2 separate regions of the Mus musculus genome follow, and region 2 is linked to region 1. Evidence: chromatin contacts called from public HiChIP or PLAC-seq data. All regions are on one chromosome and are shown on one strand. The core of a region is the stretch at or near the end of the contact, and the rest is flanking DNA. Distances in the headings are between cores, read along the strand shown.

Region 1 (4,674 bases), core at 62-2,561:
TTCTTTCTTTCTTTCTTTCTTTCTTTCTTTCTTTCTTTCTTTCTTCCTTCCTTCCTTCCTTCCTTTCTTCCTTTCCTTCTCTCTCTCTCTCTCTCTCTCTCTCTCTCTCTCTCTCTCTCTCTCTTTCTTTCTTTCTTCCTCCATCTTCCTCAGGCTGCCATTTGCAGAACCATAGACCTCACTGGATTTGGTGACCTGAGAGGTGCCCTTACATGGGAATTTGTATCATAAATTCCCACTAAGAGGCCCCTGATTCACATCTTCCTCACCAATTTATGCTGTCCTGCCTTTCAGACAGAAACTGGTGTGCTCACATGTGGCAGGGCCTGGCGGCGCTTCAGACAGGTTCTATGAACTTGGTCGCCAGGTGGTAACCATATTATTGCATGCTTCTTGGTAACTTCTGTGCAACACAATTACCTTTGACAGTTCTTGAGTGGGACAGCAATTTTTAGCAAATGTTTTCAGTAACCAAAGGCCAGGAGGGAAGGAAACGTGAGCGTTTCAGTTAAGCTTTGAGCATGGCTCTGACAGGTCTTCAGCACCTCCGTCGTGTTATAAATAGGAATTCCACGGAAATTTAGTTCACATGGAATGCGCAGAAGGGAGTGTGGCAAGGCCGATGCTTTCCATTGTATTTGGGAAAGAATGTGTCCCGACACAGGATAACAAGGCCTACCGTGACAAAGTTCCTACCAGCCCGCCAAGTACCATAGGCTGCAAGGATTTTCTTTCAGGGAGGTTTCATACTAAAGACATTTTTTTTTTCTTTCCTTCATACCAATTCTGCATTGCAAAGAGTGTGACATTCACTTCTGTGGTTTTCTTGGATTCATAATGCCCTCAGCATTCCTCAGAGTTATCCAAAGAGCATTCATCTCACTATTCAAGTATTGGTTTCCAGCCCCAGAAAAAAAAAAAAAAGCATAAGTATTACAGGTAGGCTGTTTGAAGTTTAACTGTACAAAATGAGAGTCTGAAAGTCAATTGCTGCCTGTACTCTGGCACCATGAGGGCATATACTATACATGCATATGGACACACATGTACATATATACATTCACAAGACAAATAAATGAAGCTTCTTCTAAAAAGAAAGGCTAAAACAAAGTATTAAGGTCTCTAGTCACACAGCATGGGGAATAAACTGAGCAATTCAGCCACCAAGTCACAGGTATGAAAGAGAATGGTCATACACAATTGATACACTGGTAATTCACAGGGCTAGTGGGGTAGAATATAAGGCCACATGGCCATAGCTACACCCATAGAACATACTATGACTCACTTGCCCTTGGCCTGCTACCCAGCAACATTTCCCTTTGACACACCCAAAGAGGAGCCGGGTCTCCATTCTCATTTCATTAGCCATGTTTTACAGGCCAGCTTGCTTTTGATCTCGGGTGACTAGACACACGATATCATCAGCTCTAAATCAAGCCACATTTTTACTCTTTCCTCCAAACTGATCTCCTTGGTGAGGACAAGAGCAGCTAATCCCTAACATGTTGCAGATTGTGACATCTCCTAGTACGTCATTTTTATCTTCTTTATTTACTTAGCAGCCACTTTGTCAATAACAGCTGTTGGCCTTTCTTTTAGACTCAAAGGATAAAAGATAAAAATTTGATTGTAAACTTTGCCTCAAAGTTTAATGTTAGATCATTATCAAATTTTTTCTTACTTATCTGTGATTTTAAAGAAGGGGGAGCATTGAACTAAAGAAACGATTCAGTGGTTAAGAGCATTTGCTGCTATTGTAGAAGACATGGGTTAAGTTTCCAGCACCCACATAATGGCTTATAATGCCTATTCCATGGGAACCAGTACCTTCTTCTGGCCTCTGCAGACATCTGCACACACCTGACGCACATATAGACAAGCAGGCACTCACACATAGGCACTGGGGGAAAACTTCCAGAAATAGAGACCAACAATCCAAAAGCTGATCTACACAGGGTATTGTGGTAGTTGATCTTGATTGGTAACTAAGAGGATGTAGAATCACCTGAGAGACACAGTTCTAGACATGTTTAGGGTGTTTCAACAGAGATTTAACCAAGAAGGATGATCCATTCAGAATAGGGGTGATACCATCACCCATGGAGGTCCTAATCAGGATAAAAAAGAGAATGTGGGCTGGGTATTTATGTCTCTTTCTCTTCCTAACTACACATGTAACCTCCCTCACATGACTGACATCACATTTTCTGCTACCACAGTTCTCTCTCTGACAGACTTCCAACCATGAGCCAAATTAAACTCTTCCCATCTTCAATTGCTTTTATCAAATGTCATGTCACTGCAATGAGAAAAATAATGACACACATACAAAAAAAAAATCCATGGATATTTGTTCTTTGTTTCATGTATGTTGACTATCAGGCAGCCACTTGGTTTTGCAAGTGCAAGAAAAGCTATAAGCAGACATCACACACCGTTAGTCAGTTCCCAGACCCTATTCAATACGAAAGCAGTCTGGAGTCTTTTATTTGACTCCTTTAAAAGTTATAGTCTTTGGTGTTTACTTTCTTATAAAGAAGTAGAATATGTCCAAGACAAGAAATATCAAACAAAAAACAAAACCAAAGAAAAACAAAAACTTAAGGATTTAAAAGTCTCCTGTAAGAGCTCTGTCTGTTAGGCCAACACACTCCCTAATTTTCTTTCATTTTCCTCTTTAATGCTGAGGAGTCTGAAAAAGGCCAATACTATTATCAGTTAGACAGTCGCGATGCATTTCTAGCCAATTGAATAAAGGAAAAAAAAACCTGAAAAAAAATTCAAGGTTCTACCACTTCCCTTCCTTACAGGAACTGCAGCTGTCTTGAGACCAAGAAGCACTGTCCATGAGGACAGAAGCCACTGTGATGAAAGCAGAAGGTGAGACAAAGAGGAGTACTGCACAGCTAGGTCCATGCCAACACGTTCTTTCTTCCAAGTGGAGGAAGCAATACCAGTTTACATTGAACAGAGATAACTGTATATTTTTTTGTTCTGTTTTTGTTTTTGTTTTTCTGTTAGGTTAAACATTGTTAGTTGATAGCTCTGATTGCAGAAAAAAGTCTGTGATACCAGTAGACCTTGTTCCAGGGGCTTTGGTTCTTGACCCAAGTCAAATACATGTCTTTGTTTACACAAAGCCTCCTCAACTTCAATAATGATTCTGCCCTTTTAATAATAAAGATAACTGATATTCCTGTAGTAATTCAATTTTCAGTATCTTACTATTCTCCATATTGAAAGTAAAGAACCGGAAGTGCTAAGAGGTCAGAGTTGCCCAGGAAGGTGTTAGGGTTGCAGTTCAGACATCGTGCTTATAAATATTTCCCAAGTTCACCCACAGTGATGCTGGGACTCCTCCCACAAGGGATAAACACCTATGTAAACCTATAGGTTGGAGAATGCAGAAACAGCTCTCCATTCTCTAAGCCAGCTGTGCTATTAAGCAAAGGTATTTCCTCAGCAGCTCACCAGCCTGAACCTCGTAGACCCACAGCTCGTAACTGCTGGGAATAGAACTTATTTCCCATATTATCTCGGGTAACAGGGAACAAAGCCATTAGCCCTTATTGGCCCTCTACAAGCAGAATGTGTGCATCTTCCTATTGCATTATCATCCATCTCAGTAAGCAGGCTTCAACTATATTCTTTAAACATATGGGCTGAGTTCAAACTCGCTACAGTATTATTAGTATGAACTATGGCCAGATAACTCTTGGATTTCAGCCCTGGTTTCAGACTGGTAGCACTCTCAAACTATTGAAAATAAGTTTTTAGTACTAGATGAGATAATGGGATAAGTAAGGAGATATGTAAGGAGGTTAGGAAGTGGAGTTCCTATCCCGTGGTTTCACGCATGCTTTTAGCAATCTCCGTAGTTCCATAGATCTCTTCCAGTCCCCTAACTCCATGGAAGGATTCATATAGCACTCTCTGCAGATTTACAGTGATACATCATTTTGAATGATCCTCAGAGCTGGGATGGGAGCTGGGATTGGATCCCTAAATTTAGTTAATTTAAACAACCACTGTCTGTCCCACTTTAGCATCCTGTGGCTGGGGAAGTTGGGTCTTCTCATCTAACCTGCTTAGCTAACTTAGCATGCCTGTGATGAAATGAGAGGTCGCCTGGTAACCAGCTGTTCTGGGATGAACACCTGCCTAGAGGTTGGATGACTGTCAGCCTCTGCAGTGGGATTATTAGCCACATGTCTGTCACCTCCCAGCTGAGCATCTTGAGCTTGCTCACTTAGTGGTTACAAGAGAGTAAAAGAAAGTGTGAAATGCTCTGTCAGGCCCTGCCTCAAACACTGGCAAATGTTTAGTTCATCCATACTCCAGCAGCTAAAGCAAGTCACAAGACAGCCCAGGTCCAGTACACGAGGCTTATCTCTTGACAAGAGGAGCTGCAAAGTCACTCTCTGGACTAAGAATGTGCAGCCATTTTAGCAATAGATGGCAGTATCCAGACAGTTTTCCAGAGCCACACATATGGGCTGGCCTTCCCATATACTCATTGCCCCAAACCCAGACTGAGTTTCTATTTCTAGCAAGGCATATACTGCAGGTCTGCATGGGTTGTTTGTTTTGCTGTTTGTTTTGACTATTAGGTATTCCCAGGGTGTGTCTTTCAGAAAGAGAAGTGCCCTATATGACTGTCATATAAATTAA
Region 2 (4,905 bases), core at 537-3,036, 310 kb after region 1:
TCATGGTTTCTCTTCACAGCAGTAAAACTCTAAGACAGACACCTGGGGATACTCAGAATCAAACTTGGGTCCCCTGGAAAAGGAGCCACTTCTGTATTTGCCAGGCACTGGCATAGCCTCACAAGAGACAGCTATATCAGGGTCCTTTCAGCAAAATCTCACTGCCATATGCAATAGTGTCTGCGTTTGGTGGCTGATTATGAGATGGATCCCCAGGTGGGGCAGTCTCTGGATGGTCCATGCTTTCGCCATGGTTCTTAACCAGTGAGCCATCTCTTAAGTTCCCTGGACTTCTCTCTTAAAGTGCAGCTGTGTATGTGCACAGTTTGCTTGTCATCTCCATTTGCTGTTTGCTGTCCTGATTTAGCCACGTCCAAAACAACTCTTGGTAACCACATGTCCTAAGTATTCGTTTTTCAGTGTTCTTCCTTCCCTATACCCATTATGGCTCCATTGTTAACCCATTTATTTTGACCAGAAATCATGAAATTATCCTTCACTCCTCTCTTTCTCTCTCTCTCTCTCTCTCTCTCTCTCTCTCTCTCTCTCTCTCTCTCTCTCTCTCTCTCTCTCTTTCTCTCTCTCTCTCTCTCTCCATCAGCTTCCTGCTATACTATCAAAGAAGATCCAAATTCAGCCACTTACAATGATACACACTGTTCATCTGCTACCATGTGCCCTTTCTCTACAAATGTCCCATTAATGCTTGCATGAATCTAAAAATAAACTCCATATAAACAGATGTGTTTAGTCACTTGCCACGGCACTCCGCCAAGGGGCAGGATACAACTGGTATCCTCGGGGTAAATGTATGAAAGAATTCTGGGAAGCACTGATTCAATTTTAAAATAAAAGTATGGAATGAGGGCCAGTGGGAAAAACACAAGCCCAGACTTCATCCATTGATAGAAGGGGCCAAGAAAATGTCAATTCCTTATCAAAGTCTCTCAGATACGTCCAGTGGCACAGTTAGGACCAGAAACCAAAGACTCTTGGCTCCAAACTCTACAGACCTTCCAGTGTACAAATGTGCAATTTCTTCTGTCTGGTGTTTTTTCTCTTTGCTTTTCCTTTCTCTAAATTCTTGAAGATAAATAGTAGTTTTAGAGATCAACTATGAATCCCCATTTCAATAGATGACCAATGGAAACTGTAGACAAGGAAAGGAGAGAGAGGGAAGAATTCTCATTCCAGTGTTCCAGGATTTTCCTGCCCAGAAAACCTCAAGAGGACAAGGCAGGCTGCCATCTGTGCTTCAAAGGAGGCCTGAAACATTTTCTTCCAGAGTTTTTTTTTGCCATTGAGGTCTTTAAATTACATTGGTCTTGAGTTAGTTCCTAAAGGCCTTTCATAAACACTGAGCTCTGTAATAAAAGAAAAAGAAAAGAATGAAAATCAACTCTCAAAGTACAAGGGGAAAGAAAGCATCCACTCAAGTGTGTGGAACTTGAGAAATGCATTAGTCAGGGATGGTTGACTGTGTAGGAGCCATTAGTTGACCTATTAAAGAGCTGGGGACTACTCATCAGAGAGCTATTTATGGAAAGACCAGCTTGGTGAAAATGTAAAGGGGGTAATACTATCTTTGGTACCTCTAATCTGTTCCTCTGTGACCTTCCTGTAACCATCACCATCTTGTTCTCTATGTTCTCACTGTTGGTTTGCAATTTCTTCACAGCCTTTGAAATGAGAGAAATGTCAGGTTGGCAGTTATATGGAGACCTGAAGCTCTGAAACTTAACTATTGAGTCATTTGACTCCGCTGTGAGGGATGTCTCATCCGAGGTCAGAGGACAGCCCATGCTGTGGTTTGGGATATGATTTGTACCAGAAAGCTTTATGTGTTAGAACCCTGGTGTGGTGAGAAAGAGGTGGAAAATTTTAAGATGCAGGCATTAGGTGTTTGGAGGTACTAGCCTTGAAAAGTCCCCCCGCATTGGTGTTTTCTTTTAGCAACTTAAAACAGACCAAAATATCATGGGGAAATACCACATACCATGACTAACCAATGACAGAGTACATCCTATCTTTGTGGAAGGAACCAGAATGAGCCTGAAAAACCATTCTAGTTTCTGATCTTCACACTGGCTAAATTTGTAATGAACCTCACATTGCAATATCTTCTACTATCCTTCTACTTTATTTCTTCTATCCTTGTCATGTCCCCTTTCTTTCCTCATGCCTTTAATTCAAGAACACTCGCCAATGACTCATTGATCCATTGCTGTACATGTAGCATTTTGTTAGTAAAGTTCTATAGGGGATATGACATGTCCTTTTACTAAATCTATTTTTAAATAGGTACTGTGGATGTAGCTCATTCATAGAGTATCATGTAAGAGTATATTCAGTCATCAGTATTGCAAAACTTTAAAATATTAGCTTACAACTTGTTTATAGGTAAATCACCTTTTGAATTATGTTAAAAAATTATCCTATTACCGATTTCTTAGGCTTAGCTTATTGAACTAAGCATTCACTAATTGAATGAACACATGCATGCAGATGGAAGTGCCCAGACTAACGTGCTCCAATCATGATTTGAGTTCCTGGATACCACTTAGCCTGAAGATCTACTCTTGATCATTCTAGTTAGATGAAACCATATGTTTTGCTTTTGCATGTATGTGTATGCCAGTTTGAACTGGATTTTAGATAGACTATGCAATTAGAAAAAAATTCTGAAATTCTGCTATTCCACAAGATCAATGGTTCTCAGCCTTCCTAATGCTGTGACCCTTTAATACATTCAGTTCCTCACATTGTAGTGACCCTCTACAATTCAATTAGTCCATTGTTACCTCATAACTGTCATCTTTATTCTTTTATGAATTATAATATAATTATCTGGTATATAGGATATATCTGATATTCAATTTCTAGGTTAAGAACTAGTGCATAAGAGCCTGGAAGGCCACCAGATGTCTCTAAACCTCTTTCCCAACAGAAATATAATAAAACCTCAATCCTGCCTACCTCATATGAAGAAGGTACAATCATACTACAAACCCATGAAAGCCCAACAGTCAGTCACTTTATAGACATTTTTATCGGCGCCAGGTCCTTGACTTGCATTGACTTATATTTATATGACTGGCTCAGACTTACAACAGGCCCCTCCTGTAGTCGTTTTTCCTGTTGCCCTGATAAAACACTCTGCCAATGCAACTTAAAGAAGGAAGGGCTACTTTTAACTCATAGTTCAATGTAGATCCCATCATTCTGGGAAGCTCAAAGCAGCCTTCATATCATGCCCATAATCAAGAAGAGAGAGCAGTGCATGCTGCTGGCCAGCTCCCTTTCTCCATCTGACGCTATTCAGGATCCTTTGCACAGGGTACGGTCCTGCCCACAACTAAGATGGGTCATCCCCTCTTGATCAGCATCTCAAGATAGGCAAGAATGTCCAAGGCCCATCTCTCAGGTGATCCTAGATCCTGTCACACTGAAACTTAATATTAACAATCAAGGCTATCAAACAGCTCCATGAGTAACATGAATACATGCCACAAATGCCTGATGACCCAAGTATAATACCCAGAAGCCGGGTAAGGATTCAAAGGTGCTCACTGAGACTGAACCAACAATCAGGGAGCCTGCATGGGTCTAACCTAGTCCCTCTGCATACATGTTTTAGCTGTGTAGCTTAGAGTTTGTGTGGAACTCCTAACAGAGGGAACAGAGAGCTGTTTCTGACACTTTCACCTGCTTTGGGAATCCTTGTCCTTCTACTGGGTTGCCTCATTCAGTCTTAATATGAGGAGAGGTGCCTAGTCTCATTGCAACTTGATATGCCATGTTTGGTTGATATCCCTCAGAGGACAGCCTTTTTCCAAAGGGAAATGGAGGAGTGGATGGGGAGGAAGGAGGTGAAGGGAGCAATGGAGAGGGTGGGAGTTAGAGGGAGGGGAAACTGCTGTGTAATGTATGAGAGAATAAATTAATTAAAAAATGAAAAAGCAAGCACACACACACACACACACACACACACACACACACACACACACACACTCACTCCAAGGAAATGAAAGAAGAAATAGAATAGGGAGGAAAAGAGAGAGACATGTCAGGTCAGATTGTGGGAGTAGGAGACACAGCCCTGAGCTACTGCCTTGTAGCAGCCTGTGATCTTTTCAGGGACTTTGACTTAAAGACTTCTGTTTGCTTGGGGGTGTTTTCTTTTGTTCTGTTTCACTGTTCACTTTTTCTTTCCTTTTCATTTCATTGAGGTGAGAATTATGCAGTACAACATTAATCATCTTAATGTAAACAATCCAGTGACCAGAGCATTGTTACTTTCACAATGTTGTGTGATATCCATCCATTTTTATCTATTTTCAAAATGTTTTCATCACTCCACAAGGAAAGGCTATTAAGCCATTACTTGCTCACCTTCTTCTCTCAGCTTCTCCAAATCTGTACTTTGCCTCTGTTACTTTGCCTATTTTGAATATTTCAAGTAAGTGAAATTGTTCATTATTTGTCCTGGCGTGGCTTAAAGGTGGTTCGATCATTAATGTGCTTCATTGCAAGTCTGAGGACCTGCGTTCAATCTCCAGCTCCCATGTAAAATGTAGGGAATAGTGGTGCCCCTTTAATCTAGTCACTGGGGAGGCAGAAACAGGAGTATCCCAGGAGCCCACTGGCCAGCCTGTCTAGCCTCATTGGTGAGGTTCAAGCCAATGTGAAACCATGCCTCAAAGGAAGTAGACAGAATTCCTGAGGCTGACATCCAAGGTTGTCCGTTGGCTTCTACATGAATTCCACACACACATGCGTAAAGATATTTCTCCTCTGTGTGCCTTATTTAATTTGGCATGATGCCCTCAAAGTTTACCCATTTTGTGGCATGAGTCAGTGATTCTTTTCTTCTTATGGCCGTATAATATTTTACCATTTAACTTG

What was found. HiChIP or PLAC-seq counts read pairs in DNA pulled down with a chosen protein or histone mark.
Region 2: a contact with region 1 is called in a FOXA1 HiChIP or PLAC-seq map of pancreatic cancer cells. The contact joins two enhancer-like sites. A contact is called at or near these places in 1 of 15 datasets of contacts at CTCF or cohesin (pro-B cells), 4 of 484 Hi-C or Micro-C datasets (the CH12 cell line, the P5424 cell line and embryonic stem cells) and 1 of 115 datasets of contacts at active chromatin or transcription factors (pancreatic cancer cells).

What each region holds. Positions count from the first base shown.
Region 1 is chr2:139,787,445-139,792,118 of GRCm38.p6, forward strand. No RefSeq gene overlaps it. Among named protein-coding and RNA genes, the nearest start is that of Ism1, 110 kb to the left of the region's middle. Within about 2 kb of position 1,312, at least 17 of the 459 cell types and tissues checked have an H3K27ac peak or open chromatin away from gene starts, as enhancers often do. A contact at or near this core is called in pancreatic cancer cells, where this site is marked.
Region 2 is chr2:140,099,420-140,104,324 of GRCm38.p6, forward strand. No RefSeq gene overlaps it. Among named protein-coding and RNA genes, the nearest start is that of Tasp1, 35 kb to the left of the region's middle. Within about 2 kb of position 1,787, at least 56 of the 459 cell types and tissues checked have an H3K27ac peak or open chromatin away from gene starts, as enhancers often do. A contact at or near this core is called in pancreatic cancer cells, where this site is marked.